Linked DNA regions of Capsicum annuum: region 2 is linked to region 1. Evidence: chromatin contacts called from public Hi-C data. All regions are on one chromosome and are shown on one strand. The core of a region is the stretch at or near the end of the contact, and the rest is flanking DNA. Distances in the headings are between cores, read along the strand shown.

Evidence for each region. A called contact is a pair of places that touch in the nucleus more often than the background predicts.
Region 2: a contact with region 1 is called in a Hi-C map of leaf, with 4 times the contacts expected there. The contact joins the promoter of LOC107840858 here to the promoter of LOC107840809 in region 1. A contact is called at or near these places in 4 of 5 Hi-C or Micro-C datasets (bud, leaf and placenta).

The regions. Positions count from the first base shown.
Region 1 is chr9:217,849,914-217,855,466 of UCD10Xv1.1, forward strand. LOC107840809 (transmembrane 9 superfamily member 11) reads left to right here and starts at 3,439. Exons shown (of 1, transcript XM_016684740.2): 1 at 3,439-5,553. The coding sequence starts at 3,834.
Region 2 is chr9:218,125,382-218,130,934 of UCD10Xv1.1, forward strand. It overlaps LOC107840858 (probable protein phosphatase 2C 27), which reads right to left and starts at 3,196. Exons shown (of 4, transcript XM_016684794.2): 1 at 2,648-3,196; 2 at 748-948; 3 at 1-173. The coding sequence starts at 2,827.

The sequences.
Region 1 (5,553 bases), core at 2,189-4,688:
AAAAGACTTTACTGATTTTGGGCTTTGTTAGTCTAGAATTGTGATTTGTGACTAATAACACCTATTTAACCATTATCTGGCAAAGTTTGGGCTTTGCTAGTTCATCGGGTATGTGAAAAGAAGGTGTGTCGATACGTCAATAAAGAGGTGTGAGGGGTTGACTATTGCAAAAGTCGGGAGAGCTGGTAGAGGTAGGTTGAAGAAGAACCCGGGAGGGTGAGCGGTGTGTGAAGGGACGGGGAGGGAGGAGGGGGGCAGTGGTGGATTCAGAATTTAAGGATTGTGGATATTCGGGAGGTTCAAACACATATATAAACACCCAAAGCTTTAAGGTTCCACCCTGAAAATCAAAGCACCCAGCCATCTTCTTGGTTTCATGGGTGTTTTTTTTCATCTTATATTAATTTTTATACATTTTTTATATAATTATACTTATTCTATATCGGGATTAACGGGTGCCAAAGCATCACATTTTTGAACCTATGTCCGCCCCCTGATGGGTGGTGATTAGACATGAAATAGAATAAATTCAGTTTACTGAAGACATATGACCTTAGATTAGAAGCTAAGTTATGAGGATCGAGCATTATTAGGATAATAAAAATTCGAGTTCTTTTTTCTTTTATTCCTTTTCTCTTCTACCTTTTTCTTATCGATCTCTATCTCACAAAGATAAAAATAAAATTTACGTACATCTGAAAATTTTTTTCTAGGGATAAATGAGTAATTGGGAAGTGTGTTATTATCAACTTGGCCGATATACTTATGAAACTTCATGTTACGCACGGCGTTGGGAGTTGACTTTCTTGAAATTGTGAATAAAGATACCTTAATGTAAAATTTAATCATCCTCCAATTAATTAATTAACACAACATATTAAAATTTTATGTTATGACTCTATTTCTAATTTATTAAATTTTAAATAAGTTATTTATATATTTTAGATAAGCTTTTTTTAATGATAAATATAAAATTTGGACAAAAAATTAAACTTTATTGAATCCATAATTTTTACTATAGGGTAATACACATTTTATGCATGTTGTGAGGTATTTAAGAAAGAGTGCATGTACTTATGGTAATGTTTATAAAGTCAAATATTTTAGGTTCAAAAATTTAATGGTTACATTAATTATGAATATATTATTCTATTTGTTTCTAGTTATATATATCTTATTTGCTTTTTAATATATGTATTTAGTAAGTCTTTTTTTTTTTATCATTTTCATTTTACTGTTATCACCACTATCATGTAGAAATGACACGATATATTTGCTAGAAATTATAATATTCAAAAATTGTCTTTACACTCTTAAAATGAACAATGAGTATATAGTTAGTAAAGCAAATTCTTACTCTTTAAGCAAATTATATTTCTTTATTGCTTTTAGGTAAGATTTCTTCATCAAAGCTTCATGAATATTGTACCTTACTTCTTAAATTTTAAGAAATTTTTGTAAAAAAATTTATTCACTCTATTTCTTGAAGATATATAAAGTTCACTCTAGTTAATCTTATTTATCTAAATATTTTTTGATTACTATAGCATAATATGATTATAGAAAATATATAATATGACATAACATGTAAAATTAATATCAAAGAAAACTCAAATGTTATAATAAAATTCGAATTAATATAAATAATGATTTTTATAGAGAAATCTGACTGTAGTTATCTATCACAAACTCTTTTTCATTCTAAAAGATATACATCAATTATCAAATTCATATAAATAATTGATGGTAGGACATTCACTTCATAGGTGTTGATACAAAAGCTTTCTTTTCAAATCTTAATAATCATTCTCAAAATCATTAGTAACTTTGATGATTAATTATTTGACAATTGATTATTTTATTCTTTATTATATTATATATATCTAATTAATTAGTTGCTGCCCATTTACGTGACAAAGCATGAAAAAGCAAAGGACATATTGTTGAGTAGTCAAAAGGGCATTATTTGCAAGCTGTAAAATATACTTTCAATATTTTAGGCAACTCTACCTATATATAAAAACATAGATGTTGGCAATAATTTAAATTTGTTAAGTGTCAAAAGTGTACACATAAGTAGCATTTAATCATTTTTTTTTGTTGTACATGTATCTCTTTCTTGATAATAATCATGGTAATGATGTAATTTGAAAGTGCAAAAATGTACATGGAAGTCACATTTAGTAGATGGAATTTATAAATATCAGTATATGCATATAAATGATATTCAACATGTACATATAAGTCGCATTTAATATACGAGATTTTGTAAATATTAGTATATATATACATATAAATGATATTCAACATGTACATGTAAGTCGCATTTAGTAAATGAGATTTGTAAATATCAGTAAACGCATATAAATGATATTGAGAAATTGTGATTTGTAGGCCATATTTTACAACTATGATTTATCAAAATGCAATTTCTAAGTCACATTCGCTAAACGTGTCGTATAGAATTACAATTTGTATGTTTCACTCCAATCGTATGCATACAATGTAAGTCGTAATGTCATTTGTAAGGCGTATTTAGTAACATCCATTTACAAAATCGCTCTAATACAATTTGTAAGCTGCATCTTCAGGCGCGATTTGTAAGTGTCAACACGTACATATAGAGTACATGTGAGTCATATTTAATAAACGGGATTTGTAAATATCAGTATATGCATATAAATGATATTCAGTAATTGTGATTCCTAGGTCATATTTTACAACTATGACTTATCAAAATACAATTTGTAAGTCACATTCGCTAAACATGTCGTATAGCCTTACAATTCGTAAGTTTCATTCCAACCGTGCGCATATACTTGATGTAAGTCATATTCAGTAAATGTAATTTGTAAAACGTATATATTTAGTAACATTCATTTACAAAATCGCTCATATACAATTTGTAAGTTGCATTCTCCATACGCGATTTGTAAGTGTCAACACGTACATATAAATCTATTCAGTAACTACAATATGCAAGTCACATTAGTAACTACGATTCGTAAGTCATACTTTCTAGTATTCGCTAGATACTATTTATTCCTCGTATATACACTATCTGTTTCAATCAAAAATACATATTTTAGAGCACAAAATTAATAAAAATAAAAATTTATACAAGTCATAGGACGCGTTAAAGTCTACAACGACAACAACATATCCAGTTTACTTTCATAAAATGACGTCTAGGGAGGATAAAGTGTACACAGTCCATGTCACTACCTCAAATAAAGTAAAGAAGCTGTTTTCGATAGACCGCCGACTTAGAAGGGCGCACTAAAGTCAATGAGAAAACGTCTAGATATACACTCTATTCTTCTCAAACGACATGTTGTAGATTTACGTAATCAGATTTCACTTTATGAAATTACGCCGATCACGTTGCTATGGTAAGGACATATAAGTCATTTAATTAATAGCCTAAATGCTACACCAAGGTCTCCCACCGACGAAGTAAAGTAACAAATACAAATATATAATATATATGTATATTTAATAAATACAAATGTATAATATGTATGTATAAATTCCCTAGTCATATAGTCTTTATATTTCCACCACCTTCCTCAAATCTTCCTCAGCTCAAATGTTACACATTTTCTTCCATAAGAGGTGAGCAAGATCTTGATTTTTTAACAAAAAAAAAAAGATTCAATTTTTATCATTGTGTTGGTTTCAATATTAATCAGATCTGATTTAATTTTCATGTTATACATAGATCTTGATATATATTGAATATATTGAATGCCCTTTTGTTAAAGTACTTATCTTTGTATTAAGAAAACCCCCTTTTGGCCATTCATTTAGATCTGATCAAGAAAGGTGTAAAAATGGTGTCTTTTGATAAATTCAAGATTTGGGTTTTGTGTATCTGTTTGGTTTGTGAATTGGGTTATGGGTTTTATTTGCCCGGTAGTTATCCACATAAATATGGGGTTGGTGATTTCTTGAATGTTAAGGTTAATTCATTGACTTCTATTGATACTGAATTGCCTTATAGTTATTATAGTTTGCCTTTTTGTAAGCCTAAGGAGGGTGTTAAGGATAGTGCTGAGAATCTTGGTGAGTTACTTATGGGTGATAGGATTGAGAATTCTCCTTATAGGTTTAAGATGTATACAAATGAGACTGAGGTTTTCTTGTGTCAAACTAAACCTTTGTCTAGTGATGAGTTTAAGCTTTTGAAGGAGAGGATTGATGAGATGTATCAGGTTAATTTGATTCTTGATAACTTACCTGCTATTCGGTATACGAAGAAGGATAATTTCTTCTTGCGTTGGACGGGGTATCCGGTTGGGATTAAGGTTCAGGATGCTTATTATGTGTTTAATCATTTGAAGTTTACGGTTCTTGTTCATAAATTTGAGGAGACGAATGTGGCTCGTGTGATGGGAACCGGGGATGGATCGGAGGTGATATCGACGGTTGGAAATGAAGGGTCTGATGCACCTGGATATATGGTTGTTGGATTTGAGGTTGTACCTTGTAGTTTTCAGCATACGCCTGATTCGTTGAAGAATCTTAAAATGTATGGTAAGATTCCATCTCCAATTAAGTGTGATCCAACGACTGTGTCTATGGCTATTAAAGAAAATGAGCCTGTGAGTTTTAGTTATGAGGTGAATTTTGTTGAGAGTGATGTTAAGTGGCCATCGAGATGGGATGCTTATTTGAAGATGGAAGGTGCAAAGGTGCATTGGTTCTCGATACTCAATTCCCTTATGGTGATCACTTTCTTGGCTGGTATTGTACTCGTGATCTTTTTGAGAACAATCCGGAGGGATCTTGCGAGGTATGATGAACTGGACAAAGAAGCTCAGGCACAGATGAACGAGGAGTTATCTGGGTGGAAACTTGTTGTTGGTGATGTTTTCCGTGCCCCTAGTAATCCCGGTCTTCTTTGCGCGATGGTTGGGGATGGAGTTCAAATCTTGGGGATGGCTGTAGTGACTATTATGTTTGCTGCCCTCGGATTCATGTCCCCAGCATCTCGAGGAACATTGATTACAGGTATGTTATTCTTTTACATGATTCTTGGTGTTGCAGCTGGCTATGTTTCCGTTCGTCTTTGGAGGACAATCTGCTGCGGTGATCATAAGGGATGGGTTTCTGTTGCGTGGAAGGCTGCTTGTTTCTTCCCTGGAATTGCTTTCCTAATACTGACCGTATTGAACTTCTTGTTATGGGGTAGTGACAGCACAGGGGCCATTCCCTTTTCGTTGTTTGTCATTCTCATTTTACTTTGGTTCTGTATCTCCGTCCCCCTAACAATGATCGGTGGCTACATTGGGGCAAAGGCACCTCACATTGAATATCCAGTCCGAACCAACCAGATTCCACGTGAAATTCCACCACAGAAATATCCATCTTGGCTTTTGGTTCTCGGTGCAGGCACACTTCCTTTTGGTACTCTTTTCATCGAGCTCTTCTTCATCATGTCCAGTCTCTGGATGGGTCGTGTCTACTACGTCTTCGGCTTCCTCCTCATCGTTATGGTCCTCCTTGTCGTCGTTTGTGCTGAGGTGTCTCTTGTCCTAACCTACATGCATC
Region 2 (5,553 bases), core at 1,946-4,445, 280 kb after region 1:
GATAAGGCAGCATCGAGGGAGCAAGACTTGGCAAAAGCAGCATCCGTCTCCAAAAACGATTTAGTGACCACTTTTTCGAGCTTCAAAGGGAAATCTGCATCCGCAACGATGATTCTTGGTAAGCAGTCACGAACAAAGAGTGCTGCTCCCTTCCCACCATGGCCATCAAAGACCTGTCACTAAAACCATTTGCATCAGAGATCGAATAATATCAGATACTAGATAAGCTAAGAATTTGTAGAAAACTTGGCTTATTATCTCTTTTGAGTTCTCTTCCACCTCTCCGATGGAAATCCTATTCTATATAAAGGCGTAGAGTGATTCTAAATTAAAAACAAGTATTAGACATTATGCTTGGTCCTAAATTGGGAACTTATAAGATAAGCTTCTTATACCTGAAGGTTCAAGTGTGCGCTCCTATGCCACACGGCCACACAGGTGAAGATTCTTAAGTCCTACTGAGCTCAGCAGCTTCATTTTTCAAACGCTAGTGACAAGTACAAACTACAATGTCTCATGGTTTTTGTGATTCTCTGGTTTACAGACCTACTATCTCATGCCTAAACTATTCGTAGTCTTAAATTTACCATGGATTTGGCGATTACATAGCATTTACCTCCATATTCTTTTTATCAATGCAACAAACAAAATCTAATATTGCGGAAAGATACAAATGCACATACTAGTATATTGAGTAAATAGTCAAGTATAAATAGTTGTGATGCTCAACGAGTTTAAAGAACTTACTCCATAGAAGGAAATAGCTTCCTCACCACGAATACTATGACCAAAGTTCCTAGCCATGTCTGCAATACAGATGTGAGTATCTTCCATATCACGACGGCCTCCAATATCAGACCACTCTCCAGACCTAAGAGTTGGGAGGAATTTATTGAAGGGTATCTGCTTACGGTCTGCAATAGTCGTATCCTCAGATATACTTTCCATCTGAAGAACAAAAGAAAGAACTTAATTGTAAGGCAATGAAGAAGTTTAGATGTTATACTGCTGTTCAAGTGAACTTTATATTTAGAAACGAAGCTAAAAAGAATTATTTCAGCAAACGATACAGAAGGAGCATAGAGACATGAAGGTGTGATACTACTCAACTATGTAGATCGGACTTTCCCAAAATGCTGCTGCATTGTGTCGGAGCATTCAAAAATGCACTACTTTTGGAAGATTCCGACATGCAGTTGACGGCAGTATTTTTGAAGAGTTAGAACGACATAGCTACTCAATGACTTTATTGCTGAAGGAACATTCAAAGAAACACAAAACAGAAAAAGGGAAGCCCGGTGCACTAAAGCTCCCGTTCTGTACAAGGTCCGGGGAAGGGCCAGACCACAAGGGTCTATTCAAAGAAACACAAGACAAGTGTAAATAAAATAACTTCGATGATTTGCCATCTTATCCAAGAAAACTTCAATGATTTACTAAGGGGCATAGAAATAAACCAAGGTTCTACATGTGTACAGTGGAGAGTCCATATCGTTCAAATTAGTTTCCAAACAACTAAGATCTCTAATTATCATCAAGAATTTCCTGTACGAATAATTCTCTACCAGAAAGACCAGTAACACTGTGGGAACAGATAAAAAGGTCTACCAAGTCCCACACTTCACCAGAAAAAAAAGAATCCCAAGAAGTGGAAATTACAAAAGATAATTACCCATAATTAGTAAATAGACCATCTAACAAAAGTGGCAAAACCTAAAAGGTAAAAAAGAGAAACAAAGAAAAAGACATGCTGAAGTAGCAAATAGTAGAGGAACATGAAAGCCCCAAGCCAGCATCATAATAAACTATGATTGAAAACTGCACAATTCTTGTTCCTTCAAAGTACATCTCCAATTATAACTACACCTTAAAAGGAATAAAAATCAAATCTTGCAAGATTAGAGGATGAAATCCCAAATCGACCAATGCTAAATTGACCAATGTCATTATACTAACAACTAATAGCCCTTACATCCATTTTCAAACCAAAGAACATCTCTAAAACATAATTACAAAAACAAGTACACTTCAATCTAAATAAGTTGGAGTGAACTATCTGAATCCTGTATATATATATACCAGAAAAAGATTAAGTCTTGCAAACTTATTGAAAAGATCCCAACTTAATTATACTAGCAAGTAACACCTCCCTCTTTCTTTTGATCTGAGGGTCTATCAGAAACAACTCTCTCTTTCTTTTGATCTGAGGGTTTATCGGAAACAACTCTCTACTCCACAAAGGTAGAGGCAAGGTCTGCGTACATCCTACTCTCCCCAGATCCAACTTGTGCGATCATACCAGGTATGTTGTTATTGTTGTTAACAAGTAAGACCTCTCAACATCCATTTGCAAACTAAAGGGATTCAAAATATAAAGAAGTAAACACCCCAAGAGATTAAGGGAATTCACATACCATATATATACAACAACAACAACAACAACAATAACTATATTCCAATTCCAAACAATTCATTTAAGCTCATTTCATACATACATAAAACAAAAAACTTTGACCTTATACATGTAGTGTAAACAGCATGCCAACAAAACATTGCCCAACAAGTGAAAGAGCTAAAAGGATTAGCAATACCTAAAAATATGGAAAAATTACTTGAGCAATGAATAATTATAGGTAAAGATCCTTACTGGGAATGAATTTCTCATCACAACACAGCTAGAAGATGAATTCTTTTCAAATTTCTCTTTGTGGGTATTTGGAAATTCACTTTCTAATTGTAAAGATCCAATCTTTTCACTACAATCAGTCTTGGAAATCTCCAAATTCTCCATATCTTCACTCACTTCCTCTGAATCTTGCACACACATTTCTCTCTTATATATTACAACCAAATTGGAATATATTTTTTTCACTACAAAAAGTTGCTGAGAGCTTTGTGAAGATTCTTGGAATATGAACAGCAAATTGATTAATCAAGATTATATATTACTGTGTAATGCAAATACTAATACATATACATACATAATATAGAAGAGAGACAATGGAAACTTTGAGTCGTAGATTTTTTTTATTTTATTTTTTTTCCAGAAAAAAGTGGAGCAATAGCTGTATTAATGTGAAAGCAATGAAACGGAAGGGATTTTCTATTTTTCTATTTAATAAGGGTGATGTTAGAATCAGCTTTGATGCGCTCCATTAATTTTAATAAGTGATATAAAAATAATTACTGTACAATGTTTTTGTCACCTATGAAATTTATACTTTAAACTTGATACGTCATAATTTTTGACTCGCTTTATTTCTACTTAATTGATCACTGGACTATTCGTGAAGATTTTTCTTTCTTCTTTTAATTTTTGTTGGTTAGTACCAACTTTATAGGAAACTTTTTGGGGTACTAGTGGCTTCTTTTTCCTGTTAATTTGTTGTCATTGTCAAACTTAGGAAAGTAGCAAAAAGACTAAGAAATATTATTTTGTATTTTATATGTACATATGATTGTATATTACAATTATGATATTGATTTAAATTTTCTTTCATTAAAATATATTTACATCAAATGAATAAATTGATAATATATGTTATTGTATGATATATTTAGTAAAACATCAGTACTTTCTACGTAATCAATAAATAAAGTTTTAAATAGGTTCAATCGAATCAGTTACCAACACTCTAATTCTGTCTTCCGTTATTTACTTATGGTAAATTATATTGATTGATTTAATATAAACGCCTGATTATAGTAGTCTGTGAATGTACATATTGTTATATTTGATACCATTTTCTTTACCATGTGAATGCTTATAACTTGTTTGTTATTACAATCAATATACTTGGGGTACAAAAAAGGTAATTCTTTGATTGATAAAAGAGGAAGGACAAAGAGAATGAGAAGGAAAGGACTATATATTATATATCCATCTATAGTAAAACCAAACATATGGTTTACAAAATACTCATATATTTCAATTTAAATTAATTTCATGAACCAAACTTCTAGTACTACTTAAAGAATATATATATATTCATGACTAAATAATATCTTTACTATCCCTTTAATAATGTTATATATAAGATGTGAAGGACTCCAAAATACTTGAGTATCCTAGATAGAATCACAAATAAAAACTGATTTCAAAAAAATTATTGTTACAGTATGATGAATGGAGTTTTTCATTTTTTTTTATTGTATAATAAGGTTAGAGGACATAGCAGCGCTCTCGCCCGATGTCATTTTCAAACCTAGCAACGCACGATCGAGCCATATTTAAATTAAAATATTGGACCAAACTCTTCTTTTTTTGATTTGCTCTTAGATACACAATCGAAAATCTCACTTATACTTTTAGACAAGTACATAAAAATCTTCGTGAGATTGTAGAGAAAGTCTCGATTGATTTTTATTTAAAATCTTTATCACGCGCTACATATAGAGATCTTTATATAATGTTATTATAGAAAATAACTGTAACAGATATCTGATCGTGCTAGTTTTTTTTTTTTTTTTTTTTTCTAAATAATGCAAATCAAGAAATGAAAGAGTAGAAAATAAGAAATAAATGTGAGGAAAAAGAGTAAAAGGAATGACATACCTAACTTAATGAAACGTCTCTACTATATGAAACACGTGGTATAATATTATACAAAAGTTTTAGGTTTTCAATAAAGTAATTGTCAACTTATGACCCATTATTATTTTTTTATTTCATAAAATAATTAATACCATATAATAAACGTGTTTAAAAATAGTTCCTTTGTTTTCTTTCTAGTATATATAATTATAATTATTCTACTATCCCCATAATATTGTCTTTTTCATTTTCTTGAGTTAATTTTCATCATTTGAGTTAGTTCTTGATTTTTCATTTTCTTACATAGTATTAATTAGATCTTGACATATAATCCATGTTGTGTTATTACTGAATTTCTTTTATTATGTTTTTTCTACGTACATTTCATATATTTAGCTCGATTTAAATGTATCCAATGACGCTTGAAAAATTCACATAAATAATATGTGATAGTTATATATAGTAGTTGCCGTATATGATATTTTTTAATTGAATTAGATAGAATAATCATTTTCTCGTACTTTCTTTTGTTAACTACAATAACAATTTATAACCTAATTAAGAGTAATATGAACGTAGAATATTGAAGTTAGAATGTATACACATTATATTTATATTACTTAAATTTATATATACTTATTACCAAAATGAAAAAGCTGTTGGAGAAGAGTAGTGTTGCCCTAATTAAAAGTAATAATGATTAATTAAGAGTCAAAGTTTGTAATTAGTCAGTGTGAAAGCAATTGGATATGATGTAACATAAGATTTTTGCTCCATATTTTTATATGAAAAATTATATTATTGGGCCACGAATTTGGAAAGTGATATAATTATAGCATTTTTATAATAACTTGGTACAAAAAGGAAGAGATTATGATACTTAATTCTTTTTTGCTTTTCTTTTGATGATGTAAGAAAGTGACATTAGATATTTTTGTATAATAAAAAGTATAGTGAGGGCTTTTAGTATTCCAATCTTTCAAACCACTCAAGGTGCCTAGCAGGGTATTAAGCATTCC